Linked DNA regions of Mus musculus: regions 1, 2, 3, 5 and 6 are each linked to region 4. The links are chromatin contacts, called in public ChIA-PET, HiChIP or PLAC-seq and Micro-C maps. All regions are on one chromosome and are shown on one strand. Each heading gives the region's core, a stretch centred on a gene start, on an enhancer-like site or on the middle of the called end of the contact. The rest is flanking DNA. Distances are from core to core; before and after follow the strand shown.

Region 1 (2,700 bases), core at 20-2,519, 290 kb after region 4:
AGAAACACCCTGGCCTCATCAGTGGGCGCTGTCAGCACACACTTGGTACTGTGTGACTCAGACTTTCCTTAAACTACTTGGATACAGGCTCTCATTCCTAACATAAGCAAGGAATGAGTTTCCTTGTGGGAGGTTCCTACTGTTCCTTCCCTACTGAGGTAGCCCTTGAAGTTTCTGAGGATTAGGGAAGAAGAGCCAGAGTTCCAGGTTGTCTGCACAATGTATCCTGAGCAGAGAGAACCTTCCCTTTCATTTCCTCTTCTCCAGTGTCCTTTGGTTCCGCTTAAATCTGTTGTGTCTCATAAGCTTGAGAACTGGTTGAAGGATGTCACACTCGCCCAGATATTGATTATAAACACTTTCAGGCAAAATTCATTTGTATCCTTTCTTTCCAATTGAAGACTAAGAATCCAGAGGAGATTGTCAGCCAGCCCTACACCAAGTCTCTCTCTTACAATTATGTCCCAGCCTTGTGCTTCCTAGGCGATAGTTCTACCGCAAAGCAAAGCCCGAGACCAACTGCCTTGTTATCATTTATCTCCCAGCTGTGTCTTCTCGCTCTGTTCTTCTCAACCGTCGTAAAGATGGCTGAAACTACTTTCAACAAAGCTGTGTGCTGTGCTTAGCTTGTTAACACTTTTGATGTGCCTTGGAATGAAGGCAACACACTCTGAGAATGAGGTGTTGTGTTAGCTCGGTCACATTGTTTGTCACTAAGACACTAAGGGTTTGAAGCTGATCCTTTCGAGCAGAAAAAAAGGACCATTTATGAAGTACTTCATCCCTGAAGGCTTGCATCATCTTTGAGCCAATCACACTATAGCGACCTCCTAAGGTCCAGGCCTTCCACAAAGACCATCACAGGCACTGTCTGCTTTAAAGAGCCAGAGCCAAGGGAGCGCGTGTACGTGTGCCTCTGTGTGTGTGTGTGTGTGTGTTCGTGTGCAAGGTCCCCATCATGCTTAACCCCACCCCTCTTCAGTCAGCTTTTCCTCCTCGCACCCCCAACCGGTTTCTAACAAACCTTAGTCCTCTCTTGTCCTGCACCCTCCCTCTCCGGCTGCCCCTCCTAGCTCTGCCCCTCCCCCTGGCTCGCCCCTCCCTACCGGTCTTCCCTTCCCTCCCCGCCCGGCCCCGCCTCTTTGACCATTAGCCTCCTCCTCCTCCATCAGCCCCCGCCCTCACCTGCATCTGCCCGCGAGGGGCGGGGCCGGAATGACAAAGCACACGGGCGGCGCGGGACCCGCCCCCTCGCTCGGCGGTGCGTCGCCCCGCTGTTATGGAGACCCGCCGCGCGCGCGGGCGGCGATGATGGGCGGCCATGGCCCGGGCGGGCGGCGGCGGCGCAGCAGCTCCCGAACGCGCGGGGGGCGCGGCGCGGCCCGAGCCGTGGGAGCTGTCCCTGGAGGAAGTGCTGAAGGTGTACGAGCAGCCCATCAACGAGGAGCAGGCCTGGGCGGTGTGCTTCCAGGGCTGCCGCGGGCTGCGGGGCGAGCCGGGCGGCGTGCGGCGCATCCGGGACACGGCAGACATCCTCCTGCGTAGGGACGGTTCGGTTGGCGCGCGGCTGGAGCCCGGTAAGGCGCACCGGAGTGGGTGGGGGTGTGGCCGGCGCGGCGGGCGAGCGGGCGGCCGCTGAGGGCACCCCGGTGCCAAGTGACGGGGCCTCGACCTTTCTCACATCAGCGCCCAGATAGCGCTCTACCGGACCGGGAAGGCCCCACCCTGCCCTCTGGATCTGGGACTCCTTGTCTTCCCTTCGACCTAGGAGAACCCCACAATCACACACACACACACACACACACACACACACGCAGTCTGGGATAACCCTACCAACAGCCCACTATCACACACACACACACACACACACACACACACACACACGCAGTCTGGGATAACCCTACCAACAGCCCATCGTTCTTGATGAGAAGCGGCCGGTTGGCTGCTCGCGCCCAGGGACGCTTTCCCCAGGGGAGAGTGGCTTTGGTTAAAAGCCGGAGTATCTTACGGTCAAGTCCTGAATTTCGGAAGCCTCTCCTTTAGTCAGTTCCCTTTAAGATGGTTTGGGGGAGTCTGCAGTCCTCTGGCCTTGCTCTGGCAGGGCCTGTGGGTGTTCCCGTGAAACTGGTACTCCCCTCTGGCGACACTGCAGACCTTGAGGCTACTTAGAGATGTGTGCCTTTTTCTAGGGGTAGGGAGAGCAGGAGTAATGTGCCTTGTTCTGAGTCTGTACTGAATTAATACTAATTTTTTGAGTTTAATTGTAAATGTAAGCAGAGTGTATAACCTGTGATTTAAAAAAAAAACCAAAACTTAAACAGTGAGAACCAACAATTGAGCTTTTGAAAGATTATTGTAGTCTATTCAGAGCGTTGAGTTCAGGCTCCTGTCTACTGTTCCGCCTCACTTTCCCCCTGGAGAACTGTAGTTCTAGTATGGGGCATACAGTGATAGTACCCCAAAAGTTGATACCCGGTTGGGAGCACAAAGGCAGGCTGTGTGTTTGCTGAGGGAAGGCTGGCCTCCCTCCAACCCCGAGAGCTGTGGGCTTGCAGAAATTCTCTCAGGCAGGCATCTGCGGGGGACTAGGAATGATAAGCAAGGCCAAAGAGAAGCAAAGGACAACAGCTGCCTCTGGAGCAGGAAGGGCCCATTGTGCGCACAGAGGAGCCGCCACCGTGGCTTTCCCAGGCTTCTCAG
Region 2 (2,700 bases), core at 41-2,540, 370 kb after region 4:
GGACACAGAGAGCTCTGGCCTGATGTCATCTGTCAGAGAAGCATCCCAGGCCTCTGGATGCTTCTAAGCATCTTCTCTGTCCAGACAAGGAGACAGAGACAGATGCTCACCCAATACTTCTTGAGCCAGGCCAGCTGGAACCACAGAAAGCCACATCATGGACACATTGTGGGGGAGGGGCATCTCTTGAGAACAAAAGACCCATTTCTAAACTCGGCTAACTTGGATGCTTACCCTCAGAGAAAGTTGTATGCGCAGCCGCTCTATCCAGCGTGCACCCGTGCGTGCAAACTGGACGAAGGCATCTGCAGGTGTTTTTAAGCTTTTTAGCGGCTCTTGTGAAATGAATGTTTGTGGACCATTGAAGTGTGGTACTATTGTCTCAGATTCTTCCCGAAGAATTTTCTGTCACTGAAATATCAAATAGTCCTCATAAGGTGTCACTGGTCCTAGATGAATATTAAATCAGTGTTGTCTGTGAATTTGCATGCCCTCCTGATTCTGCTTCCCAATGGGCCCCCTCCACACACAGTCTCCTTACCTAGGTAGCTCCAGCTCACCTCGTGCCCCCTCTTCACCCTCACTTGTACCAGAAGCACAAGGGTACCAATGACATCAGGCATGGCTCAGACAAAAAAAGACTGTTCGACATGCTCCACTGAGTGGGTTGTATATCCTTAGAATTTTTCACAGAGATTTTCATGGAGCAGGGGTACTTGCCAGATACTGTGTGTGCATCCTCACACCCCAGGTACATTTGCACCCTCGGCGCAGCCCTTTGTGGAGCCGCGGACTGGTAGCCCTCTCTTCTCCAGAAAATAGTGACCTCAGAGTTCGGAGCTATAATCCGCCACCGTCCTGACTAGCGTCCCCAGGTCTGCACAGAGGTCTCAAGAAGGGTTTCGCTTCCCCTGCCTCTCCCACCTCAAGCGACTCGGCGGACTCAGAGAATATGGGTCTTGATTCTTAAGCACTTGAGAGAAAGAAAGACCCTCTTCACAAAGCTGCAGGGTGGGGATGGGGCAGGGACAAAATGGGGAGGCAGCTACTGGGGTGGGGCACTAAGGGGCCTGGGTTCTATTGTCCCCAGAGCGGATTGCCCACCGGTGGCCCCTCCTCCGAAGGCGCGGCCAGACTTGCTCCGCATTGTGCGGGCGGATCTCGGTGCCGGTGCTGATGCTGCAGAGCCTGCCGCATTGTGCGGCGCTCCAGCATTGGCCCGCAGCGCTTACATCAGCCAGCGAGGGCGGGGCAGCCTCTTATAAGAGGGCGCGGCGGAGGCTGCCGATCCTCCGCAGCCTGCTGTCCGCCTGCCTTTTCGTCTCTAGCCGCGTGAAGTCAGCATGAGGGAGATCGTGCACATCCAGGCCGGCCAGTGCGGCAACCAGATAGGGGCCAAGGTGAGGCTGAGCCGTCCGGCGTCCTGCGTCCCCACAAGCGCCAGCCCCAGGGCGGTGGGTGGAGGGAGAGAAAGGCGACTCTGGGAGCCGCTAGCGGAACAAAGGGAAGAGCCCAGCCCCTTGCCCCGCTCCTGGGACCCCGGGGTCCCCAATCGGTTCCCCTCAATCACGCCACTCTGCACTGCGCCCAGGTTGCAGGAGAAGGCTGGGGGTAACCCTTCTGACTCGCATTCCCATCCATTCTGCGCACCCACACACACCATCAGGTACAGGGGATGTGGTTGGGGGGCGCCGACTGGGCGTGGCCTTCTTTGAGGTTGCCACTTAAGCCTTGAGTAAGATGGGTGTGTCGGGCAACTTTGGGTGGGGCTCTCCCCTAAAACCATAATGACTGTACATGCCTGGATCCCCACTGGAGAACTAGACAGTCTTCAGGGAGCAAGGCCGCCCTCATATCCCCAACCTTGTTCAGCTCACCCAGTTTCCTTGCCCCACCCTGTTCCTTTGTTGGAGGAGTTCGGCCTGCACTCCAATGACCTTGATCCAGAACTGGACTCTGAAAATCTCCCATCTCTAACTGTGCGCTCCCAAGGCCTCCCAGTCGGGATTGAGCACAGAACAAAGCCGACTGCAAGGATTGCCTCAATTTCCCCTCTATTGTTAGCCCGCATCCAGGTGTTGAAGCCAAGGCAAAAGAAAAAGAAAAAGAAAAAGAAAAAAACGGGGGGGGGGCGCGGGGTTGGTGCAGTGACTCCGCAATCCTACTATCATTAGTGAGGTAGCTGTCCTGTTTCCAAGTCCTTAGGAGACTGTTCCTTACCCAAGGTCACACAGCAAGTGGCAGACAGAACTACTTGATTCCTGCAGAAGCCCAACCTCCACTTGGGTTGCATTTGAGTGGGTGGGGTCAGCTACCTCAATCTTCTCCCTTCTGAACAACATGAAACGGGAGCTTTGTCCAGATGAATGCTGGACGGGGCTTAGGGATGCTAGTTCCCAAAGGAGGAGGTTGGGTAGACAGGTCCTGGGAGGGAGGGGACGAAGCAAAGAGTACCTCTGGAGGCTGTTGCCATAGAAACCGGGCAGGAACAAAAAAGCTAATTACCACGGGCTGGGCCAGTCACGTGGCTGACATGTAAATTACAAGTTTGGCTCTTGGGTGGAGGTTCCTCTAGTTAAAGGGGAAGGGAAGCGGCACCACAGAGACTCCCTAATCACAGGGGAGACAGCTGCTTCTGCCCTACAAGGGAAATTTGGGCGGGGTTGGGGGGGTGGCGGGTAGGGGGGCATACAGAGGAAG
Region 3 (2,700 bases), core at 9-2,508, 400 kb after region 4:
AAAAGAAAAGAAAAGAAAAGAAAAAGTGCTGTTGCATCAACGGAGAAACTGTCAAGACTCATAGTAATGAAGACAGGCAGACGTGGCTCCATCCTTGACTCTCTGTGAAGGTGAGGGCCCAGTGCTAGTACAGATATTGGCTCATATCACAAGCACTGGTATAGGCCTTCTAGCACAGAAGTAATAATCCAAAACACTTGCCTTTAGCTCTTAGCCTTTGGGATGAGGAACAAAGAGTCAGTAGAAATGTCAGAGGAGAGTCATCAGACAGTAACGAGTGCCTCTCCGATATCTCTGCTCACAGATGAGGAGGAAGTATTAGGAGAGACATTTGGCTGTGGTTAGGAAAGACTGTATCCTAAAGGCTGAGCCAGAGAGGCCTAAGTGTGGACCTGGCCTGTTAGGGGTAAGGAGGGTGAAGTCTGGTGAGAGAGCTGGGAGGTGAAGTCTGAGGCAGACTTCTTCCCTGGGATCCTCCAACTGCTGGGCTTGAGGTGCAGAGGGAGTCTGAGGGTGCTGAGGCTGTCATGGCTGTGGTGTCACCGTGGGGTGGGGAAGAAGGGCTGGTCCTGAGTCCGGTGGAAGTTAGATCAGACAAAGGAATGTGATCAGGAACGCACTGAAGGTTGGCCTCAGGTGGGAATGATTTATTCACTATCAGACAGAGGTGTGTTAGGTGTGTGGTGTGTGTATGTCTCTGTGTGTGTATGTGGTTTGATGTGCGTGTGGTGTGTGTAGTGTTATGTTGTGTGATGTGTATGTGTGGTGTGTGTAGTGTGTGTGGTGTGTGTAGTGTGTATGTAGTGTGTCATGTGTGTATGAGGTGTGTGTGTATGTGTATGGTGTGTATAGTATGTGTGTAGTGTGTATAGTGAGTGTGTGGTGTGTATGTGGTATGTCGTGTGTGTGTCGTGTGTATGAGTGTGTGGTGTGTAGTGTGTGTGTATGTGGTGTGATGTGTGTGTGTGGTGTTATTGTTGTTTTCTCAGATAGGACCTTTGGAGCTTGAGACGCACCTTAAATGTCTCGATGGTGGTGTCCTGGGGACAGCTGAATGTCAGTGTTGGGGATGTGGGGACATTGAGGGGTTACCACTGTGGAACCATTCCCTTGAATGCAATTACTAAGGCGTGGGGGTGGGGGAACTCAGGAGAAAAGACTCAGGGCAAAGGTAATGGACTCTATGGACCAGAAGCAGGAGACTTGGAGGTGCTCCAGCGAGCCAGCAGGGCAATCGGTGTCATGAACCTCCTGGCCGGAGGCGGCAGCAGCGGGCGGAGGAGCCGGTACAGTGTATCAGCGGCGGCGAACTACAGTGTAGCCAGCCGGTCCGGTACAATGTAGCGGCAGCCAGGTAAGCCAGAAAGCGGTCTCTGTAGGTGTCGGGGGGGTCTGGTGGGAAAGCAGGCGAGGGTCCAGATCTCAGCATGCAATCGCCACTGGTCGGACTCCGGGATCGGGCTTCTGACCCACGCACTCATGGTGCAGAACTGGCAGAGGCCTCAAGCAAGACGTCCAGCTCCCGGCTGCCGCCTGCTGGCTCTCCGCTGTGCGCAAGGCCTTGGTGACCTCATTGGTCCCCGCAGTACGTAGGGCAGAGCTTAGCGTCCACAGATGCCGACCCCCACCCCCAATCACCGGGTGGCTTCAGAGCCTGAGTATGGGACTCCCGGCCCAAGGACCCGCAGGGACTCGCCTTCTGCTATGTTGAGCTTTTCTGAGCCTTCGGTTTCACAACTATGAAATGGGTGAGGAAGGTCGTAGAGACCTGCCCCAGTGGGGACAGTCGCATCCTCAGAATGAATTCACGTTATAGCGGGTAGAAATGTGAGGTGCGCTTTGTTGCGCCTTCTGGGGTAGTTGAGAATTATTAACACTGGTCCTGCTTGGCCTGGATTGCCTGTCCATCCTTTTTAAGGGTGTGAGCAAATAGGATGTACTTTGGACTCCTGTGGCCCTTGGACTAGCACTTTTTGGTGGCTAAAGTAACACACCGGAGGCGGGCTCTTATTCACCATAATCTGTCTTGAACTTTCACCCAGTGCCTCTGATGTACCACAGACCCTTGGTCTTACTCTGAGGGTTTCAGTTGTCAAGTTGTAATTATTATTCGATTTAGGAGAGACCTCTGCAGGGGCTGGATGGAACAGTTTTCTTTTTTTTTTTTTTTTTTTTTGTCCTTTCTTGAGTATCTTTCCTGAGGCCAACCACGGATTCTGGGTGCAGATCTCTGTAAGGCTGGTGGGGAAATAGGAGATGGGGTCCTACTCAAAGCCGGCTGTTGCTTCCTGCAGCCTGGGCTGGGCTGAGGTGCTGTCTATTCGTACTCAGCTGAAAGAGCAATATGGTTCTCCAAACTGGTTCCAGACAAACCAGGAAGATGGGTTAAATGGCTCCATTGCTTAATTCATTCCTTGCTTTTGTTCCTGGTCAGGTGGTGGCAGTGCCAGTCAGGACATACATAAGGGAGCCATTTTCCTGGGAAAGGTAGCCCAGAGGAGAGTGGAGGGCAAGCTCTGGTCAAGGTCTCCCTGTCCCTCTGACTATATTCTAAACCATCGGGAGGTTTCCAGAGAAGGCGTCTGGAAGGGGCTCCTGTGGGCTCCACCCAGTTCCTTTAGACTGGGCTGGTCACCACATGGCGTCGGTGACTGCCCAGCAGCAACTCCCAGTTTCTGTTGTTACCAAACCACACACTCG
Region 4 (2,700 bases), core at 19-2,518:
CTCCCACTCTCCCCCCCGAGTCCCGCCTTCCCCTCCCCCAGACGCCCCCCGCCGCCCCGCATTCCTGCCCCCACTCGGGCCTGCGCGCCTCCGCACCCCGCAGCTCCAGGTCCCCGGCTCGCCCGCCCCCTCCGGCTCGGCTCGCAGCCCGAGGGCCGCCTGCTCCCATTTCAAAACACGATAATAATAGGGACGCTGGGAATAACAACTACCACCAGCCCGGCGACGGAGCCCCTCCCGAGGGTCAGAGGTCGGCGCCCCGCGCCACTGAGGACCCCAGGGACTCCCGGGAGCCCGCCGTCGTCCTCACAGCGTCCCGGGACCCACTAACGCACCATCGACCCTCGCTCAAGGCCCGCCCTCGGTCCTCACGGCCGCCACAGCCCACCCCGGAGCCCTTCCTTAGCCTCTCTCGGCCGCCCGACCCCCGGGACGCCCCGAGGCCGGCCTCGGAGCCCGCCCTCGGCCCCTCATGGTCGCTCGCAGGACCCCCGCGGCCCACCGACCGGCCTCTCGCGGCGCACGGCCCGCCCCGGGGCACCCGCGGCGGCGGGCAGCGGAGGAGGCCTGCAGGCCGCAAGGCCGCAGGAACGCCCGACGCCCTCCCCGACCACCACCCCCCAGGTCCCCGGCGCCTCTCACCCGGCTCCGAGGGCGACGCGGCTCCGCGGCGGAACGGCGGCGGGGCGCGGGCGCTGCCCATGCAGCCCGCGGCCGCGTTTCCCGGGCCGCGCGGCCCGGGCGGGAAGGCGGCGTCGGCGCGCGGGCTGGAGGCTGCGGCGAGTGCGGGGCCGGCGGGATGCAAGCCCGCCCTCGGCGTGCAGGAGCTCACGCGGGGCCGCGGCGCTCGCGCGGACGCTACTGCGGGGGCGTCTGGCCGCGGACTCCGCCGCGGCGCCTCCCCGGCTGGGGCCCTCGGTCCATCGCGCTCTGTCGCGGGCGGCCTCTGGCTCCAGGACCCAGCGGTGGCTGCGGCGGGCGCCGGCCGCATGAGAGCCTCCCGCCCATTGGCTCGCCGTATCCGCCACCGCCATTGGCCCGCCCCGCAGAGCGGCAGGGGCCGCTTACGTCACGTCGGAGAGGAAATGCGATGCCGGGGTGAAAGGGCTCAGACGGCCCGACGGCTTCCGTAACAGGCACGGGGCGGCGCTAGGGAGACGTCCGGGAATGATTGGCATCCGTGCGTAGGAGACCCAGGCGGAGAAAGCCGCTGGATTGGCTGACCTCCCTGCCACGGGACACGACGATTGGCCCTACTCGGTGCCGGAAGTGATGAGGCCGCGGTCTGGAAACAAGGTTGTTGTCGAAGGAGCCAGAAGGTGGGAGCCGGCTTGTACCGGCTGGCCTTGCGCTGCGGACGCGAGGTCGTGTGTCGCCTGTGAGCCTGTGTGAGCTTCGAGAATGTGTGTCTCTAGCCGGCAGGAGGCTCTTGCAGGAGCAAAGGCAGCCGGGATGATGGCCGCGAAGGAGAAAGGCGGCCTCGGCCCCCACCCGCGATCCGGCTCTTTCCTGGAGGTGTTCCTGGACTGCGCTTCGCTCCGAGTCCCGTGAGCCACGTTAGCAACCGGGATGTGGTGAGCTCCAGACTCTGCCCGGAGGTTTCCTTAGACACCGCGCGCGCTTCAGCCGCCTCCCTTCCCCGGCTCCAGAACTTCACCGCGATGGTTCATGAAACAACAACAACAACAAAAAAAAAGGTTGACGAACCTCAGAGCTAGGCAGCAAAGTCGCATCGTCATGTGCCTGATTGTTTGAATTTACAGAACGCGGAAAAAGTTTAATGATGGTTTGCGTTAGTAGTGATTTGGTTTGCAAACGAGCTAAAAATTCGAATCCCAGCGCTGTAGTGACCGAGACAGGCGTATCCGGAGCTCAGAGTACATTGTTGTGAACATTTCGAGTTCAAGATTTGAGTTCCATGAAACCTTTGTCTCAGAAAAATGCATAAAGTAATTGTGACGAGTCTGATATGTTGGTATAGGCTTTTTATCCCGGTACTTAGGCAGAGGCAGGCTGGATCTCTGAGTTCCGGGCCAGCTAGGGCTACACAGTGAAAGCCAATTTCATAATATAATAAAATATAAAATAACAAGTAACCAGGGCTGGAGAGATGGCTCGGCGGCTAAGAGCACGTGCTGCCCTTCTCGGCACCCACCTCAGACAGCTTCACAGCCACCTTCAGAGGACTTGACATCTTCTGACTTTTCAGGAACTCACACCCGAGTAGAGTACTCACACATATAGACTACATATAAATCTTTTAAAGTAAATGGGACCTGGGGAGATGACCTGTCGGTCAAAAGCACTCACTGGCTGCTCTTCCAGAGGATCTGGGTTCGATTCCCGGCATCTGTAACTCCTGTTCTAGAAGATCTAACATTGTCTAGGGGCTCCCCAAACATGCACTAGTACACATACATATACACAGAAAAAAAATACGCTTCTGCACAGAAAAAAATCTACAAAAAAAAAGTTTTAAGTAGTCAAACTTCCAGCCTTGTCCTATTTAAAGAGCATCTGTGTATTTGTGAACCAGAAAAGCTAAGTGACTAAAATCAATATTTATACTTCTTTGTTTTGTTTTGTTTTTGACTTTTGGGGTTTTGTTTGTTTGTTTGAGACAAGTTTTCTCTGTGGAGCCCTGGCCTTCCTGGAAATAGTTCTGTAGAGGGTTTGGGTGTTTTGTTTTGTTTGTCTGTA
Region 5 (2,700 bases), core at 77-2,576, 360 kb before region 4:
GCCGGGAGGAAGCACACACCCAGCCAGACATAATGAAGCCACATCCTGGCCTCAGGATAGGAGGGACGGGTGTGACAGTTACTGGGATCAACCCTACAAACAGGAGCATGAGATCGTCTGTTATTTTGAGGAATTGGGCTCTGAAAGTCAGCTTTAGCTCACATGATCAGATAGTTCTATTCATGGAGCAGGGGGGTAGGTCCAGCCAGCACTGTGGTCAAGAAGCCCAAACACACCAAGTTCAGGGCCATGAGTTGAAAGGCAGCGGCTCAAAGCCAGGAGCTGCCAGCCTGGCTGCCTTCTGCTCCACCTTAGTCAGCCCGACTCCGGCTGAATTCCCAGCCATCTGTCCCTCCGCGGTGCTCACACCTCCTCACACCTCCTCCCCGCTGTTCCCACAGCCTGGCTCTGGGCCTGCCCTACACACAGATGGACCGTTCCCAAAGCCTGTGAGAAGGATCAGAGCCGGAGGCTGTGCCTGCACCTGGCTGTCAGGACCCCAGGGAGGGCGGTCAGGATCCCCTCCCGACCATCAGGAAGGATGCTCAGCTCCATGGCCCTAATGGCTGATCCAGGGACCAAAATAAGAGGGGGAAGGGCTAGAGAAAGCAGCAGACCCTCTCCTGCCAGCACTATCTCCCAGGAAGGTTGCCCTCCCGCTACTCCAGTCAGTCCCGAGCCCTGTCATTCAGGCTACCAGTCTTTGTCAGGAGACCCGGCACCCCAGGGGGCGCTTGTGGGTGGTGGTTGGGGAGCCCATACTCCCCCACCGACTCAGCTCCTACCTAAAGATGAACCACACACACTCTGGACAGGTCAAGCTGTCTGCTCACCTAGGGTGGCTGCAACTCAGTCAAATGAGTGGGCAGAGTTGGCTCCACCCTGCCGTGGGCACGAACTTTGTAAAGTGGAGGGGCTGGAGAGGGGGTGCAAAGCGAGGACCCCCGGGACGGCAGCAACCGGCAAAGTAGGGTGACAGCGGCGGTGTTGAACAGGGCAGGGGCGGCACTTACGGTCTGGAGCTCCAGGGGACCGTAGCTCTCTCGCAACCCGGCTCCCGAAGTGGCTTTTCCTTCTCACTGGGTCGCCACCTCCATAACTTGGGGGCGATCCGTACGCTGTCTTCTCGCGCTGCGCGGGGCTCAGGCGCGCGGCGGGGTCGGGGCGCGCGGGGCGACCGCCTGGGCCATGCCGAGTGCGTTCGGCCCCCAGCGCGGGAACAAAGCCCGCACGCTGCCCGGGTGGTTTCGGCCTCGGCGGCCGCCGGGTCCAGCCGCCGTGCTTTCGGCTCTGCTGCCGCGCGCTCGCCCGCGCGTCTCACCGAGTCCCGCGGCCCCCGCCCCGCGCGCTCCGCCCCCGCCTCCCGCGCCCCGCCGCCGCTGCGCCACCTGCCTCCAGCCCGACGCCCATCGCGCTCGCTCCGCCCCGGGGCGCCGGCCGCCGGAGAGAGGCCCGGTTCCGTGCGCCCGGCGCCGCCCAATGCCCAGAGCGGCTCCCGCCTCCACCGCCCGGGTGGCCGAGGGGCCCCGGGACGCGCCCGGCGGACTTGGCTATGGGGTCCGACTCAGGACGTAGGGACCTCAGGAGCGCCAGGCCGCGCGTGGGACCCCCGTACGGATGCAGGAGAGCGGGGCCGTGGAGTGGGAACGGGCCGAGGAGTCCCAGCGCGTAGCCAGTGCGTGCGGCGCGGGGCAACCCGGTGCGGGGCGGACTCCTAGCTGTGCGCCCCCGCCCCGCGCAGGCCGCGCCCCGGGAGGGCGGGCGAGCTGAGCGCACCGCACACACCCACCTCGGAGCAGTCGCAGCCCGACGGCGTCGCTGCTCCCGGAGCCGCGGTGTCTACTCCGGGACGGGGAGGCGGGCGCCCCTCCTTCGGCCGCCGCACCCCCCCTCACCCCCTTCGCAAGCCCTTCGGGGTACCCGGGCCACCTGCGCGTTCTGCCGGCAGGGGGCGCGCTCCACCCGCCGCGCTCGGCCTTGGTCCCCAAGGCGCCAGGCGACCTGCGGCAAGTGGGCTCAGGATCCCGCTCTCCCCACTGCCATCGGGGCCGGCGTTCGCATATGCTTTGCATTCGTTTGCATATCATTCATTTTAATGTCAACCTGAGGAAAAGCCCCCAGCCGCTGCTTCTGCTTGTCCGCGTCCTACTTTCTCTGCTTCCTCTGAGCCTGCTCCCCACCCACTTTACCCACTTTTCCTCGAGGCGCCTTGCGACAAGTCCCAGGCGTTCCTCCGGTTGGTACATTTGAGCAAACTCGCTGCACTTCCTTCCTTTCCCTTCCCAGTTTTTCACTCACTCACACTTTGCTTCTTTGAGACTAAGGAGAGACCCAGGGTCACCGCCTGCAGAGACAAGGGGCCAGAACTTCAGATCAGCGGGGGGGTGGGGGTGGGGGGGGCTTGATTTTCATCTCATTAGGCATACATCTGCATGTGAAGGATAAAAATCTAGCAATGTGCCAAAATTAAATAAATAAATAAGTAAAAATACCCTCCGTTTCTTTCCAGGCTTGCTGTAGTGGCTTGGTTTTCCCCAGTTGGGGTCCCTCTCAGGGGTTCACCTCTGCCTTCTTGAAAAAGCGTTCCTGCACGGTCCTCCTGGGGTGGGATCTGGGCTCCTTGGTTTCCCGGATCTCCCTCTGTGGAGGATGCTATCTAATCCTAGTCTGACACCTATAAAACTGTCCACATTTTCAGAT
Region 6 (2,700 bases), core at 45-2,544, 270 kb before region 4:
CTGTCTCCATTCTGGCCATGTTTAGGACTATGCTTTGGGTGTAGACATTTAAGCATAGAAGTCCTAGGGTCTGTGGTGTAAATCCCAATGTTAGACATTTTGATTCACGTTGATTCTCTGCCTCTTCCTCTCTTTGATCTCACTTGCCAAAAAAGGGAAAAGAAAAGGAAACAAAAAGTTTGTTAGAAACTGTATAACTTCAGAAGCCTCCTGAATTTTGTGTATGGCTATTGTAAAGACACCCAGTGCTCTCCTCAGAAGCCCACATCAGTACTAGGGCGTCTACCATCCTTCGCCTAAATCAGTTCCCTCACCAGTATGTCTCAATGGTAATGCTTAAAACTATATTAAAGCTACGTCTTGCTAACTCCAAATGTGCTTCATAATGAATCTTCCTGAAAGCCTAAGTCAAGAATCCGTGTTTTACCTACATGGAGGTCTGTGAGACTTCCCCAGCTGCTGCAGGGAGAGGAGTTTTGTCTATAGCTTTGCTGCCACTGACAAACAGACCTTAGTGTTTCAAGGTTTATCTTTACTGTACAGAAAGCATTTAGTATCCTACCCTAAAACTGGCTGTGGAGGCATAGATCTGTAATCCCTATACTCAGGAGGCTGAGGCAGTGGGATTACCAGGAGTTTAATGCCATCCTGTGCTACAGAATGAGACCTTGCCTCCATCCTGCCACAGTTCCTGGTCTGTGTCACAGAGGTGTGTTTAGCATATAGACCCCCCCAGCTGCAAGCCGAGGAACCCCTCTTCAGGGGCCAAGGGAGTCCATTTACATCCTGATTTGGCGAAGATGGTGACCACAGCTGTGTGGTCCCTTTGGCCACGGGAGCCATCATGCCTATTAAAATGATCGTTGAGAGCTGAGAATACAGCTCCAAGTCGTTGCGGTGCTTGTCTAGCATGTGTGAAGCCCCAGGTTTCATCCTTGGCACTACGTAAGCCGAATGTGGCGAAGCAAGCCTATAATTAGTCATCTCTCAAAAGGTAGAGGTAGGTTACCCTTAGCTACATTGCTGGCTTGGGCTACATGAGACCCTGTCTCAATAACAACAGTTAAATAGGACCCAATGCAAACAACTCACAGTACTTGTTCCATCAGGACAATGGATCCAGAGATCTGGTAACAGATGTCAGGCACCTAAAGGCCACTCTCTGCCAGTCCCTCTCAAGACTTGCGAGCAGATGGAGTATGCGAATGAGCAGGAACGTTCGTTCCCGGAACGCATTTCTCAGGCGCTGCATCCCGGGACGTATTAGATCGACGGACACTTTTCGCCTGCGGACACTTTTAGGTGTAGGACTCATTCCGGCCCGCTTCACCTACCTGGACAACCTCGCACTCCCGTGCCCCACCCCTGACACCCCCACCCCAACCCCGCCTGACCCCAGGTGAGCGCGCAGCAGACTACAAGAAAGGGGGTGTCGAGGTGAGCTGGAGCTGACCCGGGGGCCGTGGGACCTGTCGGGCAGGTGTCTGTCACAGCGTGAGGGACACTTCTGTAAGGACCCGGGATGACGTCACACGAAACCCCTCCCCGATTTGTTTGCGCCGAGCACCGTGTGGGATGCAGGTCGCCAGGGTCCTGGCTCGGATGGGTCCCGAGAGCCGACTAGGGCGTCAGGGACGGGACCAGCGTGCATGCGAGGAAGGGCTTCTGGATTTGGAAGCGGGTCCGGGAATTTCTCTAAAAGAGAAGTGTGTTGATTCTCATCCTGGAAGGGAGGGAACTTGCCTGTGGCTGACCACTAAGACCCGTGAGAGCCTCCAGATACTGCTGTAGGAGCACATCTAAGCCATAGGCTGTCCCGAGAGGGAGTCCTGAAATCGGAAATGCGCTAAGCGTTTTCAAGGCCAACGTGATTATTGTAAAACCGGTGTCCCTGCTGCCCTTGTCTCCAGACGGATGTAGACATACCTTTCTGATGACATCCCTGGACATGAAGTGGGTCAGGGAACCATGCACAGCCAGATGCCCTGAATAGACAGTGTTTTGCCCTAAAGAACTGGCTCTGGTTGGACGAGCTGGGAGTTAGCTCAATGCTGACAGATGTTTAATGATTGGGCCAGGCTCATGCTTGAAGACTTTCTTAGTTGGGGTTTCTATTCCTGCACAAACATTATGACCTAGAAGCAAGTTGGGGAAGAAAGGGTTTATTCAGCTTACACTTCCATGTTGCTGTTCATCACCAAAGGAAGTCAGGACTGGAACTCAAACAGGTCAGAAAGCAGGAGCTGACGCAGAGGCCATGGAGGGACATTCCTTACTGGCTTGCTTCCCCTGGCTTGCTCAGCCTGCTTTCTTATAGAACCCAAGAGTACCAGCCCAGGAATGGCACCACCCACAATGGGTCCTCCAACCCTTGATCACTAATTGAGAAAAGGCCTTGCAGCTGGATCTCATGGAGGCACTTCCTTAAGGGAGGCTCCTTTTTCTGTGATAAATCAGGCTTGTGTTAAATTGACACAAATCCAGCCAGTACAAAGACCAAAGTGGCTTTGGAGGCCTGCACTGGTCCCATTTCCATATATGAGAGAGTAAGACAGTGCCTCAGAGGGGACATGGTAGAACTTATAAGAACTGACGATGGCACAGCAGTGCCACCCCAGCATGAGTACAGCTGTCCACACAGGAATCAGTTTGCTCTTTCCTCTACCACCCTCTCTGACCTGTCACCCCAGGGTCAGTGTG

What was found. Hi-C and Micro-C count contacts between places; a contact is called where the count stands out from the background. ChIA-PET counts read pairs in DNA pulled down with a chosen protein or histone mark. HiChIP or PLAC-seq counts read pairs in DNA pulled down with a chosen protein or histone mark.
Region 1: a Micro-C map of embryonic stem cells shows a contact between it and region 4, with 2.7 times the contacts expected there. The contact joins the promoter of Spire2 here to the promoter of 2810013P06Rik in region 4. A contact is called at or near these places in 2 of 39 promoter capture datasets (liver and stem cell-derived epiblast-like cells), 1 of 15 datasets of contacts at CTCF or cohesin (the NIH/3T3 cell line), 1 of 484 Hi-C or Micro-C datasets (embryonic stem cells), 2 of 115 datasets of contacts at active chromatin or transcription factors (embryonic stem cells and pancreatic cancer cells) and 1 of 9 other capture datasets (adipose tissue).
Region 2: a contact with region 4 is called in a Micro-C map of embryonic stem cells, with 2.4 times the contacts expected there. The contact joins the promoter of Tubb3 here to the promoter of 2810013P06Rik in region 4. A contact is called at or near these places in 1 of 484 Hi-C or Micro-C datasets (embryonic stem cells) and 1 of 115 datasets of contacts at active chromatin or transcription factors (memory CD8 T cells).
Region 3: a contact with region 4 is called in an H3K27ac HiChIP or PLAC-seq map of extraembryonic endoderm stem cells. The contact joins the promoter of Def8 here to the promoter of 2810013P06Rik in region 4. A contact is called at or near these places in 1 of 39 promoter capture datasets (liver), 2 of 115 datasets of contacts at active chromatin or transcription factors (extraembryonic endoderm stem cells and memory CD8 T cells) and 1 of 9 other capture datasets (liver).
Region 5: a contact with region 4 is called in an H3K27ac HiChIP or PLAC-seq map of epiblast stem cells, with 7 times the contacts expected there. The contact joins the promoter of Cbfa2t3 here to the promoter of 2810013P06Rik in region 4. A contact is called at or near these places in 2 of 39 promoter capture datasets (liver and pre-B cells), 2 of 484 Hi-C or Micro-C datasets (the HL-1 cell line and cerebellum), 5 of 115 datasets of contacts at active chromatin or transcription factors (embryonic forebrain, embryonic hindbrain, epiblast stem cells and 2 more) and 2 of 9 other capture datasets (adipose tissue and embryonic stem cells).
Region 6: a contact with region 4 is called in an RNA polymerase II ChIA-PET map of memory CD8 T cells, with 51 read pairs. The contact joins the promoter of Acsf3 here to the promoter of 2810013P06Rik in region 4. A contact is called at or near these places in 8 of 39 promoter capture datasets (embryonic stem cells, fetal liver, hippocampal neurons and 4 more) and 2 of 115 datasets of contacts at active chromatin or transcription factors (epiblast stem cells and memory CD8 T cells).

Annotation. Positions count from the first base shown.
Region 1 is chr8:123,331,444-123,334,143 of GRCm38.p6, forward strand. It overlaps Spire2 (spire type actin nucleation factor 2), which reads left to right and starts at 1,270. Exons shown (of 15, transcript NM_172287.2): 1 at 1,270-1,577. The coding sequence starts at 1,322.
Region 2 is chr8:123,410,263-123,412,962 of GRCm38.p6, forward strand. It overlaps Tubb3 (tubulin, beta 3 class III), which reads left to right and starts at 1,291. Exons shown (of 4, transcript NM_023279.3): 1 at 1,291-1,400. The coding sequence starts at 1,344. It overlaps Mc1r (melanocortin 1 receptor), which reads left to right. Exons shown (of 1, transcript NM_008559.2): 1 at 1-482.
Region 3 is chr8:123,441,698-123,444,397 of GRCm38.p6, forward strand. It overlaps Def8 (differentially expressed in FDCP 8), which reads left to right and starts at 1,259. Exons shown (of 12, transcript NM_054046.5): 1 at 1,259-1,354.
Region 4 is chr8:123,041,307-123,044,006 of GRCm38.p6, forward strand. It overlaps 2810013P06Rik (RIKEN cDNA 2810013P06 gene), which reads left to right and starts at 1,269. Exons shown (of 1, transcript NR_045268.1): 1 at 1,269-2,700. Ankrd11 (ankyrin repeat domain 11) reads right to left here and starts at 978. Exons shown (of 13, transcript NM_001081379.2): 1 at 643-978.
Region 5 is chr8:122,676,849-122,679,548 of GRCm38.p6, forward strand. It overlaps Cbfa2t3 (CBFA2/RUNX1 translocation partner 3), which reads right to left and starts at 1,327. Exons shown (of 12, transcript NM_001109873.1): 1 at 1,014-1,327.
Region 6 is chr8:122,774,192-122,776,891 of GRCm38.p6, forward strand. Acsf3 (acyl-CoA synthetase family member 3) reads left to right here and starts at 1,295. Exons shown (of 10, transcript NM_144932.4): 1 at 1,295-1,399. Gm39271 (a long non-coding RNA gene) reads right to left here and starts at 1,257. Exons shown (of 3, transcript XR_879309.2): 1 at 1,093-1,257; 2 at 1-142.